Linked DNA regions of Drosophila melanogaster: regions 2 and 3 are each linked to region 1. The links are chromatin contacts, called in public Hi-C maps. All regions are on one chromosome and are shown on one strand. The core of a region is the stretch at or near the end of the contact, and the rest is flanking DNA. Distances in the headings are between cores, read along the strand shown.

Evidence for each region. Hi-C and Micro-C count contacts between places; a contact is called where the count stands out from the background.
Region 2: a Hi-C map of the Kc167 cell line shows a contact between it and region 1, with 5 times the contacts expected there. The contact joins the promoter of Eph here to the promoter of myo in region 1. A contact is called at or near these places in 45 of 107 Hi-C or Micro-C datasets (the Clone 8 cell line, the D17-c3 cell line, the Kc167 cell line and 18 more) and 1 of 6 datasets of contacts at active chromatin or transcription factors (the Kc167 cell line).
Region 3: a contact with region 1 is called in a Hi-C map of the Kc167 cell line, with 3 times the contacts expected there. The contact joins the promoter of ND-49 here to the promoter of myo in region 1. A contact is called at or near these places in 33 of 107 Hi-C or Micro-C datasets (the Clone 8 cell line, the D17-c3 cell line, the Kc167 cell line and 10 more).

Annotation. Positions count from the first base shown.
Region 1 is chr4:694,034-697,698 of dm6, reverse strand. myo (myoglianin) reads left to right here and starts at 1,644. Exons shown (of 5, transcript NM_166788.2): 1 at 1,644-2,002; 2 at 2,362-2,485; 3 at 3,283-3,665. The coding sequence starts at 3,310. It overlaps ey (eyeless), which reads right to left and starts at 10. Exons shown (of 8, transcript NM_166789.2): 1 at 1-10.
Region 2 is chr4:609,008-612,558 of dm6, reverse strand. It overlaps Eph (Eph receptor tyrosine kinase), which reads right to left and starts at 1,875. Exons shown (of 14, transcript NM_166776.4): 1 at 1,663-1,875; 2 at 904-1,274; 3 at 753-832. The coding sequence starts at 1,156.
Region 3 is chr4:570,224-573,735 of dm6, reverse strand. ND-49 (NADH dehydrogenase (ubiquinone) 49 kDa subunit) reads left to right here and starts at 2,182. Exons shown (of 7, transcript NM_001272135.1): 1 at 2,182-2,201; 2 at 2,955-3,132; 3 at 3,203-3,327; 4 at 3,393-3,502. The coding sequence starts at 3,041. It overlaps Ephrin (ephrin,), which reads right to left and starts at 1,981. Exons shown (of 5, transcript NM_166771.2): 1 at 1,565-1,981; 2 at 1-123.

The DNA of each region.
Region 1 (3,665 bases), core at 395-2,894:
ATCGATTGGACTTCAGCACGCATCTGCTCGTATCAGGATGGCAACTCTCGGCGTGTAAAAATACAAACGGCAACTCTTAACATATATAGAAATCGATATGGCAACCCAATACCAGTGATTGCGTAGAGAATACGTTATTTTCAAAAATTCGATGCAGTAAATAAATAAATTCACAGATATAAGAATGATAATTTAGCAGACCTAAAGAATCGGTCCATTAATGAGCTATTAATAGTTCAACTAATCTACTCGTTGAAAATGTTGTGAAAAATATTTGAAAGCCAACTAAAGCGTTTCCTATTGTTAAACCATTGCAGAGCGTATAGTGATTTCTGTCAGAAAATTGCAACGTAGTGGAAATAATAGAAAAAAAATTATAAATTCTTGTTTTTGATCAGGAAGTATTTTAGTTCTGTATTTATCGGTTGAATGCGTGATCGCCATTTTCGTAATATTAGGTTTATCGCACGATTACCATCTATATGTGCGTAGATGAAGGAAAATTGACGCACTTGTTGAAATTATTTTATTTAAATCTTTATTATAACCAAAAAAAAATCGTAAATTGTTAACCACAATGGAAAAAATAAGTAGCTTACAATCCATCCAATAAATAATCTCTTATCAGTTACTTTGTTGATACATAAAAGAAGTCTTCTCCATTTGAATTGCTATTCTTAAGTAAAACAACAGAATTGCTGATACAAAGCAATAAAAATAAGTTAGTACAGTGTGAACACCTATCGTTTTCTTCCATATCGATAGGAAACTCATAAATGTATGTGTGGAAAGGCTTAAACATCTGTACGGGCGTCGATATATCGACAGCTAATCTGGAAAACACTAGACATCGCGGTAATTGTCCCTACCCTTTTTATGGAGTTCCCAGATTGCCTTCTTACACAACCATATTAATGGGCAATAATTATATAAGAAGACTGCGGAACAAAGGGGACCCGCACGAATATGTACTTGATTTAATATAAGTTTCTTTTATACACATAAAATTATTTTTGCATACTTATGTAAGTGCGTTGGGTACTTTTTATTAATTCCAGAGTAACGACATTTTTGCCGTTAATTTAAAACACGAAATGTTAGGACAAGAATGCGGAACTTCGGTTAAATTTTAAAAATTCCTTTGTATCAATATAGTCATTCCAGTAGTACAAATTAATACGCATGTAATTTTTGTTGTATAATAGCACTCAATTTTGTGTAATAAAAAAAAACAACTAGGGAACCAAAATTATAGAGACAAATCAAATCCTGCTAATAAAAATATATCTTATATAGTTTCTTCGGGTCTATTTGAAATCTTTGAAATGTAAAAATGTCTACACTCATAACTTATAAGAGTTAAAACGGCTTAAGGATTAAATTGATTTACAATAGAAAGTGATTATTAGCGACAGTGGAAATATAAATAAAATGTTTTCTAGAATTGTAAAAAAAAAAGTAGGAGTATATTCAATAAATATTTCATTTTAATATAATGCTATTTTGCTCGATAAAAATGTTAATATGAATTAAAGTTTACTCTTGCAATGCGTTTCAGCAGATACATTTTTAAAAGCGGCCTGTTATGCCAACTAAAACGAAATTGCCGGTGAGCCGTATGTATCCGATCGCATCTGATCAGCTGCTTTCAGTTCTACTTCGTCGCTCAATCGCACAGCAGTACAGAATCTCTGCGGGTTTTCAAATATTGGTTCTCTATGAGAAATAAATTATTATTATTTAGTGCGCAATTGAATACACAATTTTTTCAAACTATGTGTTTTTGGACAATGAATAATAAATTTAACAAAAGCGGATTGCAAAAGAATAATGTTCGAAACCGTAGGCCCACTGTTACTTCAATATAAAACATTTAATAATATATACTATACATATATTAAAACACACAATTGCCTAGTTTCAAAATAGATTTTGGTTGTACAAGTGTATAAAAATAAAATAAATACCGATAGATAAGTATATATCTACTTATGTACAATTGGTAGGTGTTTAAAAAGTTTGTTATCGCTAAATGTACATAACTTTGTACATACACAGCTTTAAAAATGTACATATGTGCTTATATGCATGCTATTTATTCTGTATGTATGTATAATTTACGTATGTACATACATATGATATATCTCATTTACGTTGTTCTGCTTGTAAAAGGGGAATAATGCACTTTCAGCGATGAACTGAAGTTCAAGAGCACAATAATTTATTATGTTTATAAATGGTTTTAATTGAATACAATAGTGGTCATAAAGAGGACTCATGTGAAACGTTTATGAACGGGCTTTGCATATGTGCATGTACATATGTAGCTTGAACTAACTTTTACGACTGTGTGCACATTAGGGTGGTCATTTTCTGCTGGCGCATCGCGCTTCCAAGGCGGATCAAACAATGCAGATATGATTTTTAATTTTTAAAAATCATTATATCCGGTGCTGCAGGATTTTATACTTCTACTATATTCAAAGTAAGTTTTTTCGTAGCCTGAAACAAGTTTTTGAAGGTTATTATTCCGTTATTCCGAGTTTTAGAATATTCACGAGCACACAAATCAAGTGACGATCGCAGCCTCACCGTGCCGATTTGTGACGAAAAATGGTTTTACAATTGTCAGTGTTTTTTCCTAAGCTTTATAGCCATAGAGCCATTTTTCCCTATGGCAGGTATATAAGTGTATGGTCGTCTGATTTTGATCGATTAAAAACCTAAATTATATATTTTCAAAAAAATGTGCATACTGAAGAAGAACTCTTTTTATTTGAAAACAACGAGTCTATAATTTTTTTCAACAGTTAGCTATATGATATGATCGTCAAAAGTCTATCAATTTAAAACCGAAATATTATATTGTCCAAATTTTGCCAATAATTTTAATATTTTTGAAGTTAGAGATCGTCAGTGGCGTAAGCTATTCAATTTTTTTTTTTTTTTTTTTTTGTATTGACTCGCGAAGGGGAATCATTGACTTCCGTGCTAATGCTTTAATAGGGTTTAAAGGGGTGCGCTCTTCTTTTTTCTCTGCACAGCTGTTTAAGGTATTACCTTGGGAATCCGACTTAATCGAATACAGCAGGGGATTATCTAACAGCTTGTATTTCGCGATTTGATTTTTAAAAAAATTGTAAAATAAGGCCAACAAGAGCCAAGTTGATTGGATGACAAGATCACCAGCCGCTGTCTCCAAAAATAAATAATAATTATTATTTTTATTTTTTCTTATTTTAAAATATATCAAGTATATTTATAAATACAAGTCCTTTTCAGCATTCATCAACGGTTTGATCAAAAATCATGCTGGCCAACTCATGCTGCGGTTGGAGAAAATATAAAACCCATGATCAGCATCATAGAACCCTAAAGAAAAAAACTCGACAGAACACATCAGATACAACAGTTCACATAGAAGTGAACTCCAACGAAATCCAGTTTCCAGGTTCTTACAGATTTAATCTTGACTCAAAAAAAATAAATATCGGGCGAATGAATATTCTTGGACATAAGAGAGGTAATTTCCGTGTAACTCGATATGTCACGGTCACCGTACTCTTAATTTTATCGACTGCAGTCAATGCTTATGCTCAGCCAGAAAATAAAAGCTTCAGTAATTCTTCCAACAACGATAGTCCGGAAATGGTTATGTTGAGTAA
Region 2 (3,551 bases), core at 626-3,125, 85 kb after region 1:
CCGAAAATCATATACGCGTTCTCGTCTCTTGTTTCCACTCACACAAGCAAGCAAATTCTATTTTTAGATTTCTTACGCTCTCAGCCGGAGCGAGCGGAAAGAGAGCAATTTTGGCCGTCACTAAAAAAGTGGCTGCATAGTGCCAAACCAATGTATGGCCGTTACGCATCTTGTTATTCTAGTGTCTTTGGTTATACTGAAAAAGACATTTTATGATTAGAAACGACGAAACGATGAATTCTTTTCAAATGTTTTAAATAAATTTCCCAAACGTTTCTATGGCAGCTGAAGAATGTTAGTCATCTGCTTCGGATCAAAGTAAACATTATTCCAAATGTTGTGTATACCAAATAAAAACACATGATTATATCAGCGTTTAAAAAACTGTGGTAAGTTCATTTCACATGAATTTGATTCTGCTTCTGAGAAAATTAAAAGTCGAAGACAAAGGTTCTTTTGAGCGGCAAGCGAAGAGTTCTGGAAGTCGTTGGCAGTCGCAGCAGCATAAGCATATTTACATATTAAAAACGTTCAAAATTAAATGATTTTCAATTAGAAAAAAGAGCACATATAAAGAAATCTATATAAAATCTTTAAGAATTTGTACACAATCGAATTGACATAGAATAAATTGAATATAAATATCTTATTACTACTATCTTATTATTGTCGACGTAAGTTTAACTACAAACAAACGTTTGTTTTTTAAATAAAAATTGAAAATAAGAGCAACAATAACATATAATGCGTACCCCTGGTGTTTGGGCTTGAGGTCCATATGGATACCTGGTCCACTCTAATGTAGCTTCTCGAGTTGTATCCAATAGAACAACTGCAGATATTCGTGAGCATTAAAAAGATATCATTTACTGTTAAGTCTTAATATTGTTAAGCAGTACGTACCCTGATCTGCATGTGCCAATTTAAAGTGAATTGAAATTATAATAAGCAGTATTGTCCTTAATAATGACATTCTCGAAACAATTTGAGATCTGTTTTGCTCGCTAATTGGAGCTTGATTTTTGTAAAACGCAGACTTGAGGGCGCTTATAGCATCATTTAGTACGGAAGTTAGAATGGTTACGGAAGAAGTTTTACTTTTAATACCATCATATTTCACCTTTTTGTCATTTGGGTGGCACCCAACCATTTTCATTTTGTTGGGATCGTTTTCGAACAGTTTTATTTTTGATTTGGGTTGTACGCACTCTGATGCGGATTTACCAATGTCAATAGCATTATTTGTGTTTGTGGGTCCAGTTTAAAATCCAAGACTAAAAAATAAATTGATTAGCTTTAATGCACTTTGTATAAGCATGAATGTGATTAATGTATAAATAATTTGGAAGGATCTGTTCCTGTTCGGTATTCACTGGCATATGTGCATATCCATATATACAAGGAAGCGTATACACATATGAGCCTGCATTTTCCGACGCTGCTATATACATACATACGACCATACATGTTATACATATTTACACAAAATGACAGTGTGTATGTATTCTTGTTAAGGGACGCTAGCTTCGATTTAAACATTACATTTCACGGATGATTACTGTTATCAATTCAAGATGTTATGGCTTTGGAACACAAGATATTTGAACGGATTTTATTATTTTATTTGTACATTTTGTCATTTAGGACCACTTTTATTGATACCTTTACAGCCGACTACTACTATGGAAGTCTCGTTTTAATTTTAAAGTGGTTCTTTTACGACCACAAAATCCCTTGTAGATTTTCTATTGATACTTGGTAAAGACCAGAGTATCATTTTCAGTCTTTTTTCTTTATTTTTTATTTTTTAAATTCACTTATACTCAGCAATTCTGTTAAAACAACTGGTATCGATAACTTTTATAACGTCATTAAAATCCATGAAAACAAATTTTCTTTAAAAAAAATAAGTTAAAATAGCATCGACGAAATACCACAAATTCGGAATAATGAAATTGGTACAAAATGAGCTAACAGCATAAACTGATGTTCTTGTTTTATGTTTTATACGAATTATTGACACTTGGCCTTTAATTAATATAGAACGAGAATAATATTCATTAAAAGTGATTGTCTCTCTACTGAAAATTTAAACGAAATATTAAAAAAAAGGCGTTACCAATACTTTTAATATCTTGCTTGATAATCGTAATAATCTGACATTCATATATGTATATGCATATGTATATGTAATCGTTGCATATCTACTGATCACTAAACGATTCGATTGCTTACTTTTTTTTGTGAAAGCCGTTATAGTAGCTCTAATGATTAATGATAATTTAATTTTCCATTTAATAAAGGTAGTTCGGGAAAGAATCCATAGGAAACCAAAACGGACCATTAATGAAAATAAAGACAACACTTGGAAAGCTTAAAAACATCAACGTTTGCATCGTTGTCCATAAAGCTTTTAAAGGGTAGGCAAACCAATGGAGTTTTAAAGTAAAATGGTTTTTAAGCCAAAAAGAATAAATAAATATTTTTTTTAATTTAAAAGCTGGAATTGTTTTTCCACCGGCTTGCTTATGTTTTTTAGTTTTTTTTTTCTCACGTCCTATTTCAAAAAGTACATACATATGTACCAATATAGTTTTAATAGGTGAGCAAACGAAATTATTTACTTTTAAGAGCGGACAAACAATAAACATTTATTTTAATGGCTGTGCCAACGATAAAAACAATTTTTAAAGGGTAGACAAACGATTAAAACTATTTTTAGAGGGTGGACAAACTTGTTTTATTGATACTATTTATATAAAGATCTGGAAAAAAGTTGCATTCTCTAATAAAACTTATGGGATATATTTTCTAAATTATACCTGTTTTAAGTGTGTGCAAGCGATGCCATTGGAGTAAAAAATATATTTAAAGAAAGTCAATAAAGAAAAAGATTTTCGAAAGTATTTAAATTTTTAAATTGTCAGGAGAGTTGAACCACTACGTATTTCTACACTTCTGCACACACTAAGCTAAAATAAAAAAAGTGCGGAAACTGTCGAAGAAACCTCACAGCAGTCTACAGAGAATATCTACCCAGAATATAATATGATACCCAGATACCAACGCCCTAAGACAAGGTATCATGCAAAGCAGCGAACTAAAAGTCAATGTGCCAACTTATGGCAAACCTTATTCAATAATAATAATAATATCGTGTATAAGATTATGTTTGTGACATGCCAACTATGTTTCACGGCGTAAACCTGAAATACCAATACCGCCGTCATGTTATTTGAAAGCGCACCTTATCAGCTTTAACATTCAAATACGTTATACGTTACGAACACTACTTTAATTAATGGTTTTCTACGAGCAAATTACAATAAGATAACGGCAACCATTGCATCTGTCTGCTGTCCACTTCAAAATCATGGACTTCTACAATTTACAACAAATTAAGTAATCCCCACAACACAAAAGTGAGTCCTTGTGAGTCCATATATAACGTGCAACAACATGGAGTACATTTACATTTACCAGAAAGTACTAAATTCAATGCATTTTGCCGGAACAGAATATCTTTCGCAATCAGAAAACTGCAAAATTGC
Region 3 (3,512 bases), core at 933-3,432, 120 kb after region 1:
TTTTCGATGTTAGATCGTTAGTAGCTTTCTTGCTAAATGCATACAATAAACCTCCGAAATAAGAATATGTTGACTGGCTACATCTACATCTGTGTCATTCCGCACCAAAGTGTCTTGCTCCATCTGCAATCAATAAAATAACAATTTTTACAACAAAACGCTGTAGCCGTGTACGAATTCTGGGCATAAAAAAAAAACACTGAAACTGCAGTGTAACTTGTAACATGATTTTCTCACTTTGGACGGTATAGTTACGAAGCGCACCAACAGACTAAAGACTACTATGCGGTTTGGTTGTTTACTTTACCCTTTAAAAGATTTCTTATAAATGAGTAAATTATATGTAGTGCGTTATAAAGTCAGGTGCAATTTAATTTTTGATGACAATAGTTAAATAATACAACTTTTGTGCATATATATCACTATATAAATATATATGCATATATAGGAACAATCCGAAAAAATTAAATTGAAAAGGCCGTTAAATTATTGTTTCTTTTTCATCTGTGATTTAGGTCTAGTATTCTTTTTAACGTAGACTTAGTTTTCACCTCTTCAAGATTAAATTTTGATACTGAAAATGAAATTGATATAATACCTAGGGTTCTTAGAAAATTTAACCCGACTTTTTTAGAGCGGAATTATACTTTTCAATTTATCTCGTCAAAAAGTTTACTAGGCAGTTAAAAAAGAAACAATACTTTAACGGCATTCTTTTTCGACCCGTATATGTATATGAACTACAAAATAAAAGGATTTCAACCTTCAATTCGAAGGTCGTTTGGCAAACGGAAAGAAAGACAAAAAATATATCGACATGGCTGTGTAAACTGATCAAGAATATGTGTTCTTCTATTGACATTTCCTCCTTTACTTCGTTGACAATCCTGACTGAAATTAGTTTACCCATTGCAAAATCTAACTACATATTATATCTACTCATTCTAAGCTTTGAGATCATTACGCGTTAACATTTTAATGTAACAGTAGCATATTATGCGTATTTATATTTTTATGTAAAGTTTATACAAGTTGATCTTTAAAACAAACAGCCTAAGACTGAGGGATCCTGTTTGCGCCGCGTTCGGCGGCAGTCGGCGAAATAAGCAGCTGTTAATGCTGATCAACAATATTTATATGTTGACTACCGCCACCTGACAGATTACGAGATTTTTAAAAGTACTTCGCTTTAACTTTGGAAACCGCCTAATTGATTTGATTCGACCCTGATTGATCAAAAATACTTATTTAACAGGCCGGCAAACCAATTATCAATTTAAGTGGGATACTACATTTTAATACATGTATGGTACATTTTCTATACAAACAGGGTTGGTAATGGCTTGGCGAAATATTAATATATTTTTTAACATTCATAGTCATAAACAATCAACATGGCATAAGATCAACAATATATAGCGGATCTGCAGTTCTTGACATTCAATTTATAACGGAACAATCAATATATTTCTTAAAAATTGTATGTTTAAGTGATAAAACATCCCAACAGCATTATACAATTACATATGTATGTATACACCAAAAGACATTTCTGTATACATACACAGTGACGACACACTCTCCGAGGAGACAGAAGAAACTCTATATATACACAAACATCTTACTCTCGGGGAAACATTCTTATTCGATACGATTAACAATCCGGTACAAATATGTTGGTATAACATAGTTGACATATAAAAACACAAAATATACATATATGCCCATAACACCGTCTTCCTTTTTTGGTACATCTTTTTCAAAATTACATTTTCACATGATTAAAAATTGTTCCAAACAGGTTTTTGTCTGAAGAGAAATACTCGAAAACAGCTCATTTAAATTAGTTTTTTCTACACTTGGACTACATACAAGAATTATTTATATAAATACTGTAGAGCTAGAGCTATAAAAAAAACTTGTTTAGAGCTGGAACAAAAAACGATGTTTACTTTAACTTTCGATGTATAAAGAAACTTAAGGGCATCGATAATTTTACAAATCAATCGATAGCGATTTTTTTCCAAAGGCCCGTATAATCTTATAATATAAGTCAAATGGTTTGGTTTTTTTTTTTTTTTTTGAATTTAACATATGCGAATTTCTACTATAAGTAATATTCACAGTAAAAACCATACCATATTGATAGGAAACTGTCTTATAAAGATTTTATTTGACATTTGTTGTAGCAGAACCATTATGTAAGTTCCTAGTAAATTTTTTAGCTAGGCTTAAGCACTATTTTATGTTTTAAGAATAATTTTATAATTATTAAAATTTATCTATTACCCGTGTCGAACCTATTTTGATTGGTGTAAGAAGTTTGAAACCCAGTGAAAGAGTTAAGAATTTGAAGTAAATATATATATGGTCAGTATCAAGAGCCGAGTCAGCACTACCGTCTGTCCGATCATCCGTTTTTACGTTACTATCTCTTAGCACCGGTTCTTGACTGCATAAAATTTTTGTTCAAGTTAAAAGAGTTTTCATAATTTTGTTTTCTTAAGTTTAGTCATCGGACGAAAAGTCCAGAAATCAATTGTTAATTAAAGAATTTAAATAGTTTCGTTGTTTTTAGTCATTAAATGTCCACATTCGCTCTGCTGAGATACTGCTAAGATATATAAGTTTAGCCTTGCAGAAGCTATCATTATTATCTCTAGTAATTATATTTTTATAGTGCTCCATTAACGCAAAATTCGCTTCATTGGGATGATGTAAAATTCAGGTCTTCGAAAAATTAATTGCAATTATTGTTTATAACATTATATAAAGATAAATAAAAACTTGGGTAAACGAGCAGGATGACAAAGTGTGTAATATATATAAGGGAATTTATGTGTTTTGCACTTCATTTTCATGAAGCAACAACCTGCGATATATTATTGGTGTAAATAGTATATAAGCTGTACGAGATTCGGTGTTTAAAGTAATTTTCGATATTTTTTGGATAGAATTCCGATTGCGGATAACTATTTGGTTGTATTAGATTCCTGAATTGTTACTAAAGAAACATAAATAGAGGAATTTGACTATCAGGATGGCCAATATAATGAGAAGAACGTTGATTCCTGGACTTTCACACTTGAGGCTGCGGCCACAACTTGTTGCAGCTGGATCGGCCGCGTTAACGTAAATAGTAAATGCTTACATAATTCGAATATATCATTTATATTTGTCCAATTGGAAACTCGTTGTTTAGTTCTCAGGAGACGCGACGGGGAGCAGCCAAGTGGTATCCAGACCCTGAGTTCATGAAGCAGTTTAGCGGCCCGGTGATGTATCCAGACGAGGTCACATCACTTTGGACAGTGCCACCATGGAACAGTTAGTTGGTAACCCAATATTAAACTGACCCTTGAACTAATCGCTTGACTTACCTCCTCTACTAGGCAAAGTAACGCCTGTCGAAAAGTCGGTGCGTAATCTGACCTTGAACTTCGGCCCACAACATCCCGCCGCCCACGGAGTCCTTCGTCTTGTGCTGGAGCTGGATGGAGAGGTTTAAGCTG